4 separate regions of the Sus scrofa genome follow, and all the other regions are linked to region 1. Evidence: chromatin contacts called from public HiChIP or PLAC-seq data. All regions are on one chromosome and are shown on one strand. The core of a region is the stretch at or near the end of the contact, and the rest is flanking DNA. Distances in the headings are between cores, read along the strand shown. Region 1 overlaps AUH (methylglutaconyl-CoA hydratase, mitochondrial). Region 2 has its middle 81 kb from the start of NFIL3. Region 3 has its middle 160 kb from the start of SYK. Region 4 has its middle 170 kb from the start of SYK.

Region 1 (3,208 bases), core at 218-2,717:
TTGGAACACCGCCGATAACACTTAGGGAGACTGACCAGGGGCCAACGTGGTTGATCTTACCGAGTATTTCCACCAGCAAGGTCATCCATCTTCCCTCCCCTAAGAGATGATGATCCTGAGATTCAGGAAAGTGAAATGCCATCCCTTCTGGGGCCCAGCAACCCTCAGTCCCCAGACCCCAGGACAGTGCCCTTGCTCTTAGGCCATGGCCAACACACTGATGGGCTCACAGCTTCTCCGTGTACTGAGGAAAATCACCAGCTTGTTTACTAGTGGTTTCTTCTCCTTCTCAGGCACTGTTTGCTTTCACCCAGAGGGGCATGTTGATGTGTATTAGGAGTCCTCTAGACCTGAAATCTTATCCTTTTCTGTTTGGGTGGCGCATCAGCACATCTTGGCCCGCAGTCTAAATAGGCTTGTCTCGGGGTGACTGCCAAGCTGCATCAAGAAGAAAATCAGTGATGCAGTAGATAGTGGAAACTTGAAATTTTCTCCTATTTAATGAGATTAAAGTTATGGATACTGCTTTTCAGAGGAAAAAAAAAACTACATAATGAATATGCTGTTAACAGTTTTTAAAGTTTTTAGTTAGTGATTTAGAATCATATACTCCTAAAACATGTGACTTTATGCATGGGTCAGGCATCTTGCAGCTCTGAGATGGGGGGTGGGAGGAGAGTGATCAGGAGATGGAACTGGGTCTATATGTGGAAACAGGAGAAAGTTCTCCTGTTATTCCTGGTCCTTCCACTAGACCTGGCAGAGAATGAGAACTTTAAAAAACATAGTACATGTTTGCTAAGTGATGCAGTAGCCTTTATGACCCTTTGTAGAACAAAGGACATGACTGGACGGGATTGTAGTATTGGAAAGATTTTTCAGAGGAGTGAGAAAAACCTGCGCACCACGACCAGATGGGTGGGCGAGTCCTGGGAAGGTGAGTGGGAGCTCGTGGAGAAGGTTGAATTTTGAAGGGTGCCCTGCATCACCACCATGTGGTAAGGTGGCCACGTATCGCCTACCTTCTCAGGTCAAGGCCAGTCCCGTTAGAGCTGCTCTGCCCTTCCACACTCGGCACGGAAACATTTTTATTTCCCCATTTTTTCTTCCTGAAAGAAGCGGTTAGTGACGACTACAATTTCGAAGGAACCACTGATTTTTTTAAAAAATGTAAATAACTTTCTTGTTTACTAACTGCTGTTTTTGACTCTAAATATAGTTTGAACATGGTCTTTATACTTTTATATGCCATGTTTGTAATCATGAGCAAAGATAAAAGATATTTGAGCATTAAGTATATATTAATGTATCTGTTACATTGCTGATTTTTTGTTACTGCTAAGAGGAAAAAAAAAAATCTACTGAACAAACAACTTTTGTGTAATCAGCTGAAAGAACAGCCGCAGGGGTGAGGTAACAGGAAAAAGGGGGTTTGTGAGATACTGTTTCCTCAGTTGTGTCACAGAGACACTGTGGCTTTAGTCCTTCCAGAGCCACCAGAGCACTCACTGAACTCCAGGCCCGTATTCTGAGATATTGCATTTTTTACTTATTTCTGTTTTTCCGTCCTTCGTCATTTACATGGAACTGTCCACTGAGGACACGGACTCTCTTATGCCATTGACCATGAGAAAAAAATGCCATGCTAGCCTGCCATTTATAACAAGTGTGTACAAGTTCATAACTACATTTTAATGTGAAACAGTCTGGACGGAAACTAGTATTGTGTAAGTGAGAGGTAGTTAGAACAAAAGACTTGACCTAGCAGCTCTTTGAAACTCCTGTCTGCATTACTTATAGTCCTGACAGGGTCTTGGGCTATGTGTCCACTACTTCTGGGAGCTCTTCCCAGTTCCACAGGTATCCTTTGTATTGTAGCTTTTGGGTGAGGTTGTCCTTTGTCAAACATCCGATATTGATAAGAATTTCTGTTTTTATTTTTTCTTTCTTATATTATTATACTTTTACACATTTTTAGGACGGAGGTATGTATTTTATTTTGAGACAGTCTGAATAGGCTCCTTAAAGACAAAAAATAGAAATAATACAAATTTAAACCTTTAAAAATAAAGCTTGGTGTAAAGACAGTTCACTGGGGGGGAAATGGTCTTTTTCAACTCTTGGTTGTCCATATGCAAAAAATTAACTTCAATCCATATCTCTTGCCATATATAAAAATGAACTCAAAATGGATTGTAGACCAAGATATGAAACCTAAAAATGTAAAAGTTCAACAACAAACTTAGAAAAAATAGGCCTTTTGCTCTTAGGTTAGAAATCTAAGATTTTTTAGGTATGACAGAAAAAGCACAATCCCTGTGAGAGAAAAATGAAAATATTAGACTTCATCAAAATTAAGAATATCTGTTGTTAAAAGACACATAAAAGAATAGATAGCCGAGTCCCAGACTGGGAGAAAATATGTATAAATCATATATCTGATAAAGGACCAGTATCTAAAATATGTTACAAAAACTCTTGAAATTCAATAGTGAGAAAACAAAACACCCTAATTAAAAAGTAGTCAGGATTTGAGAAGACACTTCACCAAAAAAAGATATATGAATGGCAAATAAGCACATGAAAAGATGTTTATAAATGCTAAGAGAACTGCAAATTAAAACCACAGTGAGACACCATTAAATACCTATTAGAATGGCTAAAATTAAAAAGACCGACTCTCCCAAGTGTTGGCAAGGATATGGACCTTCTGGAACTCTCATACACCACACATAGGAATATAAAATGGTACAGTCAGTTTAGAAAACAGTTTGGAATTTTCTTAAAAAGTTAAGTATACACCTACCATATAACCCATATGGTAAGACATGACAGCAGTTTCTCTGTGTATAAGCATATATATATACACACACACACATACATGTATGTATATATAACAGTTATTTTTACAGCTGCATTGATGTCTTCCTTTTCTTTACTCCATTGTGTATGTGTGCTGTAATCCATTCAGCCTGTGCCTTATTGATAGACAGTTGGCTTGTTTTTGTTCTTTTATAGTTACAGATAATGTCACAGTGAAAAACCTTACGCGTATATCATGCCATTTGACAGTTTTTACTAGGCTCTCTTTGAGTAGAATCCTCGAATTGAGGTAGCTGGGGTAAGGGTAGCTATTCATAGGTATTGCCAAACCTTCCTGCCACAGGGGTTATAGCAGTTTGCAGGCCAACAGCCTCCCTAACAGAAC
Region 2 (3,208 bases), core at 226-2,725, 250 kb before region 1:
TTTGCTATAGATACACACTATTTTTCTCTCAACTGTTTGAGAGAAAGTTGCAGCCAAAAATCCCTTTTATTCCTAAATGCTTCAATGAGTCCTTCCTGAAAGCAAGGACATTCTTTTCCATTATACAAGCACAATTATCAAAATCAGAAAATTAACATTGATATAATATGACTGAATCTCTCACCCTTATTCAAATTTAACCAGCTGTCCCAATAATGTTCTTTAGCACAAAAGGATAAAAGTCTCCTGGTCCAGGTCACACATGGCGTTTAGTTATCTTGTCCCTTCAGTCTCCTTTAATCTGAAATCATTCTCAGTTTTTCACAAGATTGATAGTTTTGAGGAATATAAGCCAGTTATTTGTAAAATGTCCCTCAGTCTGGGTTTAAAGAATGAATGGGAGTTCCCGTCGTGGCGTAGTGGTTAACGAATCTGACTAGGAACCATGAGGTTGCGGGTTCGGTCCCTGCCCTTGCTCAGTGGGTTAACGATCCGGCGTTGCCGTGAGCTGTGGTGTGGGTTGCAGACGCAGCTCGGATCCCGTGTTGCTGTGGCTCTGGCGTAGGCCGGTGGCTACAGCTCCGATTAGACCCCTAGCCTGGCAACCTCCATATGCCGCGGGAGCGGCCCAAGAAATAGCAACAACAACAACAACAACAACAAGACAAAAGACAAAAGACAAAAAAAAAAAAAAAGAATGAATGAATTAAAAAGTCACCTTTCGGCAATGACCACGGTAATAATGGATCCAGACAACCACCAATCAACGCAAGAACTAGTGAATGCGAGTGTGATGAGCGAACAGGATTAAATCCATCATCTTGACACACTTTCCCATGTTTGTTTTTTTTTTTCTGTCTCTTTAGGGCCGTGCCCACAGCATATGGAATTTCTCAGGCTAGGGGTCGAATAGGAGCTGTGGCTGCCAGCCTCGGCTACAGCCACAGCAACTTGGCGTCTGAGCTGTGTCTGTGACCTACACCACAGCTCACAGCAAAGCCGGATCCTTAAGCCACTGAGCAAGGCCAGGGACCAGACCCGCATGGTTCATGACCACCGAGCCACGATGGAAACTCCCCCACCAAATGCTTGTTGATTACAAAGGAGAAAACAGTAGCTTCAGAGCAGGGAGGCCTGGCCCACCCCACCTTCACTGGGCGATCAAAGTCAACTGCAGCAATAGTGGGACAGACTGACTTCAGGCGCCTCTGATCTGATGAGCTGAGACCAGCTCAGCATTTTACGTCTGTGGTATTCCCACCAAAAACTCCTAACCTCAATCTGTCACGAACACCCCACTGAGCACATCAGAATGTTAACCCAACGTGAGGAAAGAGAAGCATGGGCTCTTTACAGATGAGAGACGTTCCCAGGGGACCCCATTTACAGCCTGGCGCTTCCGAACCTTCCCTGGCTCTGCCTGACTGCCTAAGGCTCTTCCTCTAAACTCAAGAGGAACTTGCCAGCCCACTTATTTCCCAACAATCCTCAGCTTTAGCCCTTTGTTTCACATCCTCCTTTTCCCGCAGAGGCTCGAAAACCATCAAAGGCTTTGAGTTTAGCGTCAAAGCTGCCTCATGGTCAGCGTCATCCTTGACCCCTAACTCAGCTTCCTCCGTGGATCCTCAGGCCTGGGTGCTGTGGCCCTCGTGTTCAACCCTCCTGTGTCCCCTCCCCAGCTTAACGTGGGCTCTGTGTATGGGCCTTGGGTCAGGACAGCAGCCTCATCCCATGGTTGAGTGACAACACCTCACTTTCTCCGTTTTCTCATCTGCTCAATGGGTGCACTGGTAGAGCTGCCGAGAATATAGGACAGAAGAATATTTATAAAATGCTCCTTGTGGAGTTCAGCATATAGAAAACTTGCAGTCAGTATTAGCGTTAATCATTATTACCGTAGTGGGCGTTTAAGCATGCATACTCTGGATCCAAACGGCCTGGTGCATCCTAGCTTGATGTCCATGTCCCGGGCAAATGATGTAGCCTCTGTTCAGAAATGGCTACAGGGATGAAATGAACAGTGCCCATCACCTTGTATAAGTTACGCAAATTTTGGCTGTTCTTTTTCTTCTTATTTTCTCTTTTCCTTTTTGAAAATCTTGTATCTGGGAGTTCCTATTGTGGCTCAGTAGGTTAAGGACCTGACATTGTCTTTGTGAGGATGCAGGTTCCACCCCTGGCCTTGGTCAGTGGGTTAAAGGACCCAGCGTTGGAGTTCCCATTGTGGCTCAGTGGGTTACAAACCTGACTAGTAGCCATGAGGATGAGGGTTCAATCCCTGGCCTTGCTCAGTGAGTTAGGGATCCAGCGTTGCCGAAAGCTGTGGTGTAGGTCACTGGTGAGGCTCGGATCCGAGGTTGCTGTTGCTGTAGTTGAGGCACAGGCCTCAGATGCAGCTCCGATTTAACCCTTAGCCTGGAAACTTCTGTATGCTGAGGGTATGGCCCCATGAAGACAAAAAAACAAAACAAAACAAAACAAAACAACGAAAAAACAAAAGACTCAAGAGTTTCCAAAAGCTACAGCACTGATTTGTTCTCTACCCTGGGAAAGTCCATGTGTTGCAGGTGCTGCCTAAGGGAAAATAAAAGCTTATATTTGGATAAGACTTCTGAGTTTGACATGAACTCTCTTATTTTGATGCTAATCCTCACTAGAGTAAGAAAGGAAATTTATCATTATCTCCATTTTATGGACAAGAGGACTGAAGTTAGGGAAATTAAACTAGCTCAGCAAAAACACACACCTGCAAATAGCAAAGCAGGACATTGATCCCAGGTCTTGGACACAAGCATGCTATTCTTTACAGCATTCATTTTCCCAAAAACTATTGATGAAACAGTATGTGCCAAGTGCTGTGCCAAGCACTGAGGATGCAAAGCCTCTGAGTTAGAGGAAGTGCATGAGAAAAAGAGACGGGTCCTGTGTTACAGGGTCCAGTGCAGCACCCTTACTGATACTGCTATTCCTCTAACTCAGCTGAGGTTTCAGGGAAGGGGATGCTTAAGACAAGGACTAGAGGGATTTGGAAGAAGTCAGACAGAGTAGCTAAAAGATGAAGGAAGTCCAAGAAAAATAATAAGCATGATGGCAGGGAGGATAGAACAGCTTGCAGCATTTGGAGAAACAACAAGGAACACAGAGTGGCCAGAACTCAGACCCTGGAGGGGGCTGGAGAGGCAGTAACAGGAAGAGCAGTCCGGGTGGG
Region 3 (3,208 bases), core at 459-2,958, 180 kb after region 1:
GGGACCTGAGAGACATGACGGGACTGGTACGGAAATGTTCCTTGCTTCATCTCACGGTGATGTGCTGCTCTGAGGAGAGCTTGTCCGGGGGAGGAACGGCTTTGGGTCAGGCTCGTCATGGATGAGGTTGGATGTTTAGGAAGCCCTGAGAAAGGGAAGGTGGAGAAATTCTGCCCCTGTCAGTTCCGACCAAAGGAGTGGCTGGTGGTCCCGGATGGACTGTGTGGGTAGCACACCTTTGGTCCTGAGGAATATAAGAGGCCAAGAAAAGACTCTGTGTACCCTGACATGACAGGAAGAAAGCGGTGGCATACAACTCCTGTTCATGAGAAGAGGGATGTGTGACCCTGGGCAGCCTGACAGCCTGGACCCTTCTGGAGGGTATTAGGGCCAGCCCACGGGGCACTTTGTGACAGTGTAGCAACCTGCCACTGGGCTGGCCCAAGTCCCCCCAGACAGATGTCAGAGGTACTTTATGTTCCAGAGAGTAGGGGACTCTGGGTCTTAGGTCTGTGCTGACCCAAGACAGCTAGACTTGGGGCATGGGGTAGTGTGGGGCATGGGGTGGTCTCACCTAGGACCCAAGTATGTGTATGTTTGTATGAATGTATGTGGGTATGTGTAAGTGTGTGTGTGTGCACATGTGTGTGTGAAGCGATATGTTAGCATGTGTATACATGTGTGTGTGTAGGGGTGAGTGTGTGATTGTGTGCCAGTGAGAGTGTATATGCATGCATTTTTGTGTGTATGATGTTGTGAGTGTATGTACGTGGGTGTGAGTGTTTGCCTGGGAGTCATATGTGAGCAGGTGTGTTTGGATGTTTGTGAGTGTATATGGTGGTGCGAGGGTGGGCATGTGTTTGTGCTAATGTGTGTGAGTGTGTGTGTCAGTGATGGCTGCCCTGGGTGGGCAGGATCTGGCCTTATAGGCACAGGACCACTCTGCGAGGGGAGGGTGCCATTCTTTCATTGTCCTGATGGTGCCTGACACTTGGGCTCCCCACATTTTCGCAGGTGCTCCATGAGCTCGTCAACATCTGCCCAAAGCATCACAGTTAACAGAGGAGAAGCCCCAGCAAGCCAGAGGGGCTGGTACCCCCGTCCATCACTGCATCCCACACCCAGGGGAGACCTGGGAAAGAAGGCGGACCCCCAGCAACCAGGGAGGGAGAAGATTCCAGAAGAAGGGGGCAGAGGAAGTAGAAAGCTGCCCTGACTCCTGTAAATATTTGCTCTCCTTGAACCACGTCGGTTCTCAAGTGTTTCCTCCAACATCTGATCTGTCAGATCACACGCTCGTGTATGCATCTGATTTTCAGCTTCTCCTTTTCAACGAAGCCTGAAGGCGGTGGACCTCCCCTGCTAGGGACACAACTTAGTGAGCACTGGACAGCGCACATGTGCACAAACTCTTTTCCTTCATGAGCTGTCAGCAGTTCCCCTAAATGAATCATCAAACCGGTCTGAAATTCTTTAGTACAGAGGACTTTTTGTAATCCTCTGGAGACTGTGGGTGTGTGTCTTTTGCCCTAAGTACATGCACACACACACGTACACCCTCTTACGCTCTCACACATACAACACAGGCTCACATCTTTTCCTTTCGGGCTGTCATTTGCGCGTGGATCTGAAGATACTTTTGTCGTGACAATGAAGAATCACGTTAAGCTTCAATCAGATCCCGTTTCTCTTTTACAGGACTGCCTTTGCCCCTGTGAGGAGGACCTCAGCTGGGACTCGTGTGGGGGTGCACTGCGGTGGTGAACGGAGCGCCTTCCTGTGGGGGTTGCTGCCACTCAGAAATACAGAAATAACAGAGCAGGCGTGGGGTCATTTTGTTGGCAAGCAAGCCCTGGGTCCCAGCTCTGCAGCACCCCCGTCCCTCCCGAGGCTGGGCTGATGGACTTCATGGCTGTGCTTGCTGACTCTGCCCGCCACCCCCTTGTTTGCGAAAGTCCGGCTTGAATGCCCCACGTGTGAGTCATCGCCAAACGTCTTACATCACTCAGCTTCCTTTGAACTTCTGTTCATTTATTAGCCGCCCCCCCCCCCCTTTCTTGAACTTGTTGTGTGTAAGCGTATTGCCTGTTTCTGAATGTTTTCATCCTGAGATACCAGACTGCTGTGGGGTGTTGTTCCTATATCCATTAAAATGCCATGATGGGGGGTAACGCAGTGGAGAAGGACCAAGAGTCCCAAACTCCAGGGAAGACTCTGGCAGAAACGTACCCAGCCTGTAATTTCAGTCTGTTTTATGTCCCTCTCCTCATTTGCTTAAGACCCAATGCTTGTGTGACGTAGAGACCTTACATGTCTCCTTCACTGAGATGAAGGGTTCCCTGCATGCCTGCAGGGAACGTCAGGGTTATTAAGAGAACGAGAGGAAGAATGACAAGGAAATGACATTGTGTCTAGGTGTGTTTCTCTAAATCCACTGAAAACAGTATTCTCTGAACCTGTTCCCTCTTCCCACTTGCTGAGCGTGAGAGCAGGGGCTGTATTTACAAGTCCTGCGAGTGGCGCTGTCCAGCTTCTTCGTCCGGCCCAAGTGGGTGGACTGCAGGCTGGTGGGGCTGGACCATGTGGCCAAGTGCCAGCACCATCACCTGTAGTCTTGTTTGCTGATTAGACTGTCACAGAGCGTCCGGGACACCCCAGATGAAGGCTGCGTTCTTGGTTCTTGGGTGAGCAGGAGCCTCGCAGGGGATGAAGTGTGTGCAGTGTTGAATGACTGCCCCCAAGTGTCCTTCTGCGGGAGAGGAGTGCAAGAAGGCAGCCTGCTGCTGCCTCCCCTGGGAGAGGGCCTCTGTGGGTGGGGAGCGTGCAGAGAAGACCCGGGAGAAGGATGCTGTGTTGTGAGAGCTCAGTGGGAGCTTGACCATTGGAGGACCGCTTTGGAAAAGCAAGGAGCCCTGGCCATGCTTCTAGAACACAGCCAGGTGTCAAAAGTCTGCTCTCCCTTGTCAGACAAGCATTGTCACTCACCCTCTGGGGTCAAGCAGCCTCTTGGTGGAGGTGATGCCTGTAAGGCAGGCAGCTGTGCCTTGAGGGACAAACTGCTGTCCTGTGCTAGTACCCTCCTGGCCCACTGCTCCCCTTTTTTGTGAATTTCACAAAGGTGCCCTTCCAGGACTCACTCCTTTGGTGCCCCCAGCTGGGCACCTGGCCCAGATGAGCAAATCCCAGGCTGGGTCCGGACTCCTTTTCC
Region 4 (3,208 bases), core at 469-2,968, 160 kb after region 1:
TTTTAGGCTCCAAAAAAGGTTTATCAGCGTTTATGTGGGAGTCATTCCAGCTCAAACTCTGCTGAGAAATGGACTTCCTCTGTGGTCACCTCTGGGAAAACCCGCACAGATGAAAGAGTTCCTTTGCAGGCCGAGGGACATCCCCAGAAAGGGAATAAGTTGGAATCGTTGGAATGCTGAGTGTCTTGTTGAGATCCAGGCAGTCTGATGGTCGTTTCTAAAAACACGATGCTCCCCCAGCTTGCCTCACTCCCCAGTCATTCCTAGAAGAGACCCCAATAATAGCAGAATGTTCCTATTGCCTCGGTAAGCCCACCCCTTCCCAAGGACATGATGTTGCTGGACAGTCAGACTTTGGCATCGTTTTCAAATCTCTGGGGAAGACAAAACCAAGTGGTCCATGCTGTTAATCCATACCTCAAGACTTGACTTTTTTTCTCCTCTGAGATTTAATTTTTACTTTTCAAAAATGTTTCAAGTGTGTCCGATGTTCAATGTTGTGTCAATTTCTGCTGTACAGCCAAGTCAAGACTTGACTTTAATTTAGAGGCCATGAGAATATTTTCTGACACCCACTTGCATGTTTTAGTAGTCATGTGGCCTGTTTTTCTTCCTCAGCTATAACTGACAAGCCTATAACCTGAGATTTGGATAATTGCCAGTGGAAATTAAGAAAACAAAAAAAAGAGGAGTAAGTTGGCACTATGCCCCATAAAATGATTTCACAAGTAGTGGGTCTGCTTGCTCAATGAAACAGTTCTTCTTATAACCAGTCATTACTGATTCCCACTTACTGCTCTTGCGGTTTTGGAAAAGAGTTCTTACTTATCTTTTCCATGTTCTACGCAATAACATCTTTTAGCTCGCCCTCAATGCTCCCTTTGGATGGCCAACCTTAGGTTTCGGACATTAATTTTGTGTTATTTCACTGTCATGATCACTACTAACGTTGTGATATTTGTCTTTTATTTGTTCCTCTGCATTTATATCAACAGTTTTAAACAAAAGTGTCAGCATACTGTATGGGTAGTTTAATATTCTGCCTTATTTCCTCAGCATTTCATTGTGAGACTCTTCCTATGGCTCCCAGACCCTCAACATACCAGTTTTGTGCATCATAGAATATTTTTTATAGTATTATACTGGACCACTGGTCATCATGTATTTGGCCATCTTGTATTTTTAAAAATTATTTTATTGAGGTATGGTTGATTTACAATGTGTTACTTTCTGCTGTGGAGCAAAGTGATTCAGTTATATATATGTATGTATATATATACTTTCTCATATTCTTTCCCATTATGGTCTATCACAGGATACTGAATATGCTTCCCTGTGCTATGTAGTTGGACCCTGTTTTTCATCCATCCTGTATATAACAATTTGCCTCTGCTAACCCCAAACTCCCAAGCCATCCCTCCCCAGCTTCTCCTTCCCCTTGACAACCACAAGTCTGTACTCTATGTATTTTCTGACATTTAAGTTGTGGCTAAAATTATACTATTATAATGTAAAGCTACGAGGAATCTCATTTGATACAAGTTTTTAGATGTCAGGACCATCTAGGCTTGAGTTAACAATAACCTCAAAATCTCAGTGGCTTAAGGTAGCAAAATGTTGTTTCTTGTTCACTTTTAAATGGAACCAAGGCTGGCCAGGAGCTCCATTCCACAAAGTCACTCTGTCCTAGAGGCAAAAGCAACACCAGCACTGCCACCAGCCTTCCAGGGTTCGGCAGGGCACAAAGTGAATGGGGAGCTCCCCCTGGCCTTCTGCGTTGAGCAGGGAAGTGAAACTCATCACTTCCGTTCACAGCCTTGGCTCCCAGCCAAGGAGGTGGTTTGTAACCTTTGACGAGCCCAAAGGAGAAGAGAGCAGGATGTGTGCAGGCAATTTTAATAGCTCCCCCCCACCCCCGTACAAGTGGATGACTTATTTAGGATACATGTCTTAACGAAGGGAGTTATTGGGTTTTGCCACCTTTTTTTTTTTTTTCCTAAGAATCTTATAACATTTTTATCATACCATCAGCTTTTTTTTGTCCCTGAAAAGCCCAAATGTTATCATTTTTTACTCTTTGCTGATCTAAGAGTTGAGAAATGCTGTCTCATTGTTTTTCAACTTGTGTTTCTTTCATTACTGTTGGGAGCAGAACTTTTCTCATCTGTTTATTATTCATTTTTAGTTTTGCAAGAGGCTCATAGGTGAACAACAACAAAAAATAACCTGAAAATTCTCTGAGCCTCCCTGGCCCACTTCATCTCTGGAATTTAAAATGCTTTAAAAGCCCTATCAGAATGACCCTGCCGCTCAGCTCACTGTTTTTCTCCTGATGGTAATTTGAACCTAAAAAAAAAAAAAAAAAAAATTCTTTTTGTTTCTAACAGGAACTCTTTTTTTTTTTTTTTTTAAATCTTTTTAGGGCCACACCTGCGGCATAGGGAGATTCCCAGGCTAGGGGTTGAACTGGAGCTACAGCTGCAAGCCTGCACTACAGCCATAGCAATGCCAGATCTGAGCTGCATCTGTGACCTACACCACAGCTCACAGCAACACCAGATCCTTAACCCAGTGATGGAGGCCAGGGATCGAACCTGCAACCTCATGCTTCCTAGTCGGATTCATTTCCATTGCACCATGAGGGGAACTCCTCCAACAGGAACTCTTATCCCTTACTTGTGGGAATGCAAAATGGTGCAGCCTTTTTGGAAAATAGTTGGGCAGTTTCTTACAAAATTAAATATACTCTTACCATATGATCCAGTCATAACACTCCTCAGTATTTAGCCAAAGAAGTTGAAAACTTCTTTCTACACAAAAAGCTGCACATAGATGTTTATAGCAATATAACATAACTATATTTATCACTGTCCAAACTTGGAAGCAACTGAGATGTCTTTCAGGTTAAATAAACTGTGTTACAACTAGATAATCAGCATTAAAAAGAAATGTGCCACCAAGCCTTGTTCCCATTGACCTCTCCCTCACCTTGCTCCTTTAGACCTAAAGGCACCTACATTTATTAGCCCCCCATTGTTTTCCTTTAACTCTTGTAATTGGTTCCTTTATTAAATTGCCCTGATGAAACTTAAAAAAAAACTGCTCTTTTTTTTAAATTGAAGTATAGTTGATTTACAATGTTGCGTTAATTGCTGCTGTCCAGTAAAGTGATTCATTTATACATATATATGCATGTATATATGTATAT

Evidence for each region. HiChIP or PLAC-seq counts read pairs in DNA pulled down with a chosen protein or histone mark.
Region 2: an H3K27ac HiChIP or PLAC-seq map of alveolar macrophages shows a contact between it and region 1. The contact joins two enhancer-like sites. A contact is called at or near these places in 1 of 47 Hi-C or Micro-C datasets (embryonic fibroblasts) and 1 of 2 datasets of contacts at active chromatin or transcription factors (alveolar macrophages).
Region 3: a contact with region 1 is called in an H3K27ac HiChIP or PLAC-seq map of alveolar macrophages. The contact joins two enhancer-like sites. A contact is called at or near these places in 1 of 47 Hi-C or Micro-C datasets (embryonic fibroblasts) and 1 of 2 datasets of contacts at active chromatin or transcription factors (alveolar macrophages).
Region 4: a contact with region 1 is called in an H3K27ac HiChIP or PLAC-seq map of alveolar macrophages. The contact joins two enhancer-like sites. A contact is called at or near these places in 2 of 47 Hi-C or Micro-C datasets (embryonic fibroblasts and skeletal muscle) and 2 of 2 datasets of contacts at active chromatin or transcription factors (alveolar macrophages and skeletal muscle).

The regions. Positions count from the first base shown.
Region 1 is chr14:2,434,685-2,437,892 of Sscrofa11.1, reverse strand. The region is part of intron 4 of AUH (methylglutaconyl-CoA hydratase, mitochondrial); the gene reads left to right. Among named protein-coding and RNA genes, the nearest start is that of AUH, 110 kb to the left of the region's middle. Within about 2 kb of position 1,467, at least 14 of the 83 cell types and tissues checked have an H3K27ac peak or open chromatin away from gene starts, as enhancers often do. A contact at or near this core is called in alveolar macrophages, where this site is marked.
Region 2 is chr14:2,682,893-2,686,100 of Sscrofa11.1, reverse strand. No RefSeq gene overlaps it. Among named protein-coding and RNA genes, the nearest start is that of NFIL3, 81 kb to the right of the region's middle. Within about 2 kb of position 1,475, at least 14 of the 83 cell types and tissues checked have an H3K27ac peak or open chromatin away from gene starts, as enhancers often do. A contact at or near this core is called in alveolar macrophages, where this site is marked.
Region 3 is chr14:2,257,396-2,260,603 of Sscrofa11.1, reverse strand. No RefSeq gene overlaps it. Among named protein-coding and RNA genes, the nearest start is that of SYK, 160 kb to the right of the region's middle. Within about 2 kb of position 1,708, at least 35 of the 83 cell types and tissues checked have an H3K27ac peak or open chromatin away from gene starts, as enhancers often do. A contact at or near this core is called in alveolar macrophages, where this site is marked.
Region 4 is chr14:2,276,066-2,279,273 of Sscrofa11.1, reverse strand. No RefSeq gene overlaps it. Among named protein-coding and RNA genes, the nearest start is that of SYK, 170 kb to the right of the region's middle. Within about 2 kb of position 1,718, at least 12 of the 83 cell types and tissues checked have an H3K27ac peak or open chromatin away from gene starts, as enhancers often do. A contact at or near this core is called in alveolar macrophages, where this site is marked.